Regions from separate parts of the Mus musculus genome. Here region 1 is linked to region 2. The links are chromatin contacts, called in public HiChIP or PLAC-seq maps. All regions are on one chromosome and are shown on one strand. Each heading gives the region's core, a stretch centred on a gene start, on an enhancer-like site or on the middle of the called end of the contact. The rest is flanking DNA. Distances are from core to core; before and after follow the strand shown. Region 1 overlaps Ccz1 (CCZ1 vacuolar protein trafficking and biogenesis associated). Region 2 holds the start of Zdhhc4 (zinc finger, DHHC domain containing 4).

Evidence for each region. HiChIP or PLAC-seq counts read pairs in DNA pulled down with a chosen protein or histone mark.
Region 1: an H3K4me3 HiChIP or PLAC-seq map of bone marrow-derived macrophages shows a contact between it and region 2, with 3 times the contacts expected there. The contact joins the enhancer-like site here to the promoter of Zdhhc4 in region 2. A contact is called at or near these places in 4 of 39 promoter capture datasets (HPC-7-derived erythroid cells, cranial neural crest and embryonic stem cells), 2 of 484 Hi-C or Micro-C datasets (embryonic stem cells and reprogramming fibroblasts), 3 of 115 datasets of contacts at active chromatin or transcription factors (the 230-238 cell line, bone marrow-derived macrophages and large pre-B cells) and 2 of 9 other capture datasets (adipose tissue and liver).

Annotation. Positions count from the first base shown.
Region 1 is chr5:143,988,990-143,991,689 of GRCm38.p6, forward strand. It overlaps Ccz1 (CCZ1 vacuolar protein trafficking and biogenesis associated), which reads right to left. Exons shown (of 15, transcript NM_177682.3): 13 at 2,483-2,641; 14 at 1,649-1,776. Among named protein-coding and RNA genes, the nearest start is that of Gm17135, 9.4 kb to the left of the region's middle. Within about 2 kb of position 1,277, at least 53 of the 459 cell types and tissues checked have an H3K27ac peak or open chromatin away from gene starts, as enhancers often do. A contact at or near this core is called in bone marrow-derived macrophages, where this site is marked.
Region 2 is chr5:143,327,820-143,330,519 of GRCm38.p6, forward strand. It overlaps Zdhhc4 (zinc finger, DHHC domain containing 4), which reads right to left and starts at 1,419. Exons shown (of 8, transcript NM_028379.5): 1 at 1,347-1,419; 2 at 572-751. 0610040B10Rik (RIKEN cDNA 0610040B10 gene) reads left to right here and starts at 1,489. Exons shown (of 2, transcript NR_027874.1): 1 at 1,489-1,534.

The DNA.
Region 1 (2,700 bases), core at 27-2,526, 660 kb after region 2:
AAGAACAGATGTTAAGATCCTCTATGTCACTTATGATGAGCTTGGTAGGATTTGTCCCCTGCCTGCCGTTAGTGTCATGCCACAGAGAGCAGTGGCGAAGCCCAATCCCATGAGGACAATGCGATCTTTTCTCCAGGACAACATTCATTAAGACCCATAAAGCAGCTGCTAGATCACACTGTCCAGAAAGGAGACCAACCCCGCCCTGATGGGAAGGCAGAAAAAAACTGCATTCTTCTGCCCATGTGCAGATGGTGACAGCTGGAAGTGCCCTGTGAACCTGGCAGCCTGGAGGGTTCTCATCACAGGATCTATAAAAGGACATTTGTACAGTGGGCAGCTATAAAAGGACATTTGTACAGTGGGCAGCTATAAAAGGACATTTGTACAGTGGGCAGCCATGCCTTGTTTGCTGATTTTTCTTTTTGTAGCACTTTAGAAAACACTTTTCTTTTAGGCACTGTTAAGTTTCCCACCCCACAGGAGAAATAAAAGCATTTAATGGGGGACTGGAGACACAGCTCAGTGGCTAGGAGCACCTGCTATTCTTACAGAAGACCCCATTTGGTTCTCGGCACCCACAGGACAGCCTACAACTGTCAGTAACTGCAGCTCCTTCTGGCTTCCTCAGGGACCAGGCACAAGTGGGTGGGACACAGACATAAATGCTGGTAAAATACCCATATGCATGAAATAAAGTTTTCTTTAAACCCGAAATACACAGAATAGAAGCATCTGCTTGGATCTTAGGAGTTGTGTTCTGGTTTCTGTTTGCACTGGAGGCTGAGTTAGGCCCTCACTCATGCTCGGCGGGTGTAGCAGTGGGCTACATCCCTCACAGACCCCTGACACCCATCTCATTTCCCCCCCACCATTTATTCAAGGTAGAGACTCCATTAATAGCCCAGGCAGACTTTGAAGTTCTCATCCTCTTGCCTCTTGAAAAGCTGGGATCCAAGGCCAGGAGCTTCTGTTTGTTTGATTTCTGGGGCAGTTATGAGCTGCCCCATGTGTAGACCAAACTTGAGTCCCTGTAAGAGCAGCAGAGACCCTGAGCCTCTGGAGCTGTCTCTGCAGTCCCTGTTTTTTTGCTTTCTAATGTTTATTTTATGTGACTATCTTTTGTCAGCATGTATGTCTATCACCACGTGTGCCCGATGCTGTCAGAGGACAGACGAGGTATTGGATCCGTGAGAACGGGGCTACGGCTGCCTGCGGGCCACTGTGTGGGAGCTGGAACTAAGCCAACGTCTTAACCCGGAGCCACTGCTGCAGCTCACCAAGTTACTTCCCTTTTAAAGAACTTCCTATTTCCTTGTGTGTGCACGTGTGTGTATGGAGGGATACAGTATGCATGCATGAGGTCTGAGGACATTCTGTGTGTCACCAAGCTTGGCAGCACGCTCCTGTACCCACTAGGCCACTTCTCAGGCCATATTTACTTTTTTTTGAGATAGGGTCTCCTGTAGTCCAGGCTGAGTTCAAACTCACTCTGTAGCTGAGGATGGACGTAAACTCCTGATCCTCCTGCCTCAGCTGGAATTATAGGTATGACCACAATGTGCAGCTTCTATAGTTTCTTAACCCAGGGAAAGATTATTTGAAGTATCCGTGGTTAAAGTTCTCCTGAGGTCCCAGGCCCCCTTACCATTGACCTCGATCAGGTTCGCATTCTTCTGACTGAGAATCACGTACAGCTCCCGCTGGTCAGACTTCTTCCCAACAACCCAGTAGTCGCTCATGGCCTTCACAATGATTTCTTCATCTTCATCTGCTCTGTAACAAAGTTTCAGAGTGGGATGCTTTTATGTACACAGCTAGACTGGGAAGAGAAAAAGAATTCAAAACAAGAAATGGTACTAAGGGGCTGGAGAGATGGCTCAGTGGTTAAGAGCACTGACTGCTCTTCCGAAGGTACTGAGTTCAATTCTCAGCAACCACATGGTGGCTCACAACCATCTGTAATGAGATCTGACGCCCTCTTCTGGAGTGTCTGAAGACAGCTACAGTGTACTTACATATAACAATAAATAAATCTTAGGGCTGGAGCAAGCAGAAGCCAAGTTTAATTCCCAGCAACCACATGGTGGCTCACAACCATCTGTACAGCTACTGTGTACTCATATACATAAAGTAAATAAATCTTAAAAAGAAAGAAAGAAACGACACTAAGTTGTAGTTATAAATAGTTAAGTAGTCACGTATGAAAGGCAACCTTGTGTGATGTGGAAGCAGTCTCTTCTCAAGGGCTCTGGGTCACTTGGTTTAAAGGTAATTATTTAGCTAGGCATGCAGGCATATGTCTATAATCCCAGCCCTGAGAAGGCTGAGGCAGAGAGATCTTGAGTTTAAGTACTACTAGGTTATACAGTGAATCCCATGTAAACAAACAAATAAGATAAATATAAATATACATACGTATAACTCCTTTAAATCTATTCTCAGAAAGGCAACATCCGCTTTGAGAAGTCGCTGGGATTACCTGGTAAAGTCACTGTTGATGTCCCCTAATATCTTCATTAGATCTGGGTGGACGGATGTGAGTGACACACTGGGCGTTTTCCTCATGTGAATTGTACTTTTCTCTGCTAAATTCATGTGGTTGAAGTAGATGAACTTAAACTGGGGCTCCTTTTCAGACCTGTGCAGACATGACATTGAGATGACGACCACTGAAAGAACAGTTATCCCAAGCACACA
Region 2 (2,700 bases), core at 169-2,668:
CTCAACGTTTTGTGGCGAGGCTGACATGCATTAAAGCACACTCACGTTGGTGCTGGGGATCCAAGCTCAGGACTTTGTGCTTGCACAGCAAGCACCCTCACTCACCGAGCGAGCTCCCAGCCCACCAACCCCTTGTTTTTTGAGACAGGATCTGACTATGCAGGCCAGGCTAGTTTGGAACTCAGAATTCTCCTGTCTCAGCTTTCAAAGGGTTGGGATTCCAGAAGTGCACCACCACACCCAGCAATACACCCTTTTACATCTTTAAATATTCACATGGATACTGATAAAGTCCTGCAAAAGAACCTGCGCCGACCTCATCAGAATGAGCAACTCCTAGAGGTAGTCAGGGTCCCACACCCAAACTTGGGCATATTTAACAGGTCAGTGGTCATGATGTCACCCATCACCCTCCAGACCAGAATGATGAAATATAAAAAGCCCGTGTTAAGAAACTGGGAACACTGACATTGGCTTTACGAGGCAGGATTCTGGACCAAAATTCCAACGCAGAGAATCAAAACAGAAACTATTAACAAAAAGGAAACAAACAAAAAAATGCCATTCTCACAAGGTAACAGGGCTCCGGTCTACATATTTCTCTAGGTCGGACACTTCCAGCGGCACCTTTTGCGTTCATTTCCCTTTGCCACATCCAAGGAGAATTCAGATAGCAGCTCCGCTTGGGCAGCGCCGTGAATTTGGCACGCGCAAAACTGGCGACATGGTTGTTCCAGGAGGCTGGAACCGGCTGCGGAGACAATCAAACGCAACACTTACATACTGCTGAATAAGTCTCCATGGCAGAGTGCACTGTGAAAGGCATTCAGAAGTAGAGGATGCTGTACCGCTGCTGACCTGGGAAGAAAACTTCAAAGTCCACTAGTTTGGGGGTCTATCATCCCTCTAGCTGTCACTGTCACTGTCACTACGCCTATCACTGAGGCGCCCACACCGGGGTCCAGACGCATGGTGAGGTTGTCCACATGGGGTAGGGCCCCAGTCGTTTCCCTTTGCTGGACACTTTCCGGGTACATTATTCAAGGCCCTTGCATGCTTGAGGTCACAGAATCTGCAGCTGCGGGGAACCAGGGAAGGGCAGTGGTGAATGGAGCCCATCCCACAACCAGATCCCGGACGCATCAGGCTCAGAGGAGACAAGGGAGGCTCGGAAGCAGGCTGGGAGACGGCAACTACGTCCGGAGCCCGGACAACGACTGGAAGAGGAGGGGACACAGCGAGCGGGATGCAGGGGGCTCGGAGAGGACTGTGCTCTCACTCAAACACGGGGTCCCGACGGCCGCCGCCCAGCCGGGGTGTCACAGAGCCTTCCGGAGCCGCCTTACCCCAAACCGGGCCAACCGTCCGCCGCTGCCGGCGGACCCCAGCGGAGCGCTCCCCAAGACTTCCGGCGCGTCCATGGCGTCATCAGTGCCCGCGACGGAGGCGACTTCCGACGGAAAAAGTAGCGGGAGGCCGGAAATTATTGTCTTTGGCCTCTGGTTCTGCGAGCCGATTGTGTTTTCGTACCGTCGTAGGTTTTCTTTCTCTTTTCTTTTTCTCTTAACGTTTGTCTTTCTCCCTCCCTCGTCCTCTGCTCTCTCTTCCTTCGCACTTTTATTATTACTTGACAATTTACTGCCTATGTACGAGTCCTTCGTTCTCCCAACCCCGTCCCATTTTCGTGGCCTTGATTTGATTCTTGTGGGTGTGTTTGCTTGTTGTGATCCGCTGAGTGTAATTCTGATTTCTTGTATGTGCGTAGATTTAAAAAGCTATTTTCTTTTTCTTCTTTAAAAAAAAAAAAAGATTTGTTTTATTTATTTTATGTGAGTCCAATGTCGCTGTCTCCAGACACACCAGAAGAGGGCATCAAATCCCATTACAGATGGTTGTGAGCCACCATATGGTTGGGGGGATTTGAACTCAGGACCTCTGGAAGAGCAGTCAGTGCTCTTAACCGCTGAGCCATCTCTCCAGCCCTAGCTATTTTCTTTTTAAGAATTTCTTTCCAAAATATGATCTCAGCTAGGCATAGTGGCCCATGACTTTATTCACCGCCCTAAGGAAACAGAGGCAGGTCTCTCTGAGTCAGAGGTCAGCCTTGTTTACATGAGTTCCGGGACAGGCAGGGCTACATAGCTAGACCTTTTCTAAAACAAAACAAAACAAATGAGCAAACAAAATTAAAGTCCCACCAAATTATACCAGGCTGGCCTTGGGCTTTTGAACCTCCTGTCTCAGCCTAACTTTGGTTGGGATGGCAGGCACACCTAACACAGGAACTGGAATTTTCGAGCACTTTTGACAGAATATGAAGGCTGTCTTGGGTCGGTGCAGGAGAACTGCTGGACTGTGCCGAGCCTTTGCATGTCCTGGCGGGAACTCAGCAGTAACCCTTGACCACCCAGCAGGTACCTAGACAGGGACACCTGTGTCTTCCTGGCAGACACACCACTGGGCCCTGTCCCAACAGTCCCAGCATGTTCCACTGCAGGGGTCACAGTATGTCCCCCTGTGAGTCAGGTTCTGCTGACCGCATGCCCCTACTCCTGCCATCTCTGTGCACAGCTTTAACGTCCTCCCTGTGGGGAGCAGTGACTAGTGTTTTATCCCTGAGGATAAAAAGGCTGTTTTGATAATGGGCAGGCTTGGCTTGAGAGGAGCTGCTGCTAAACATAGCACTGAGAAGGTTCCTGG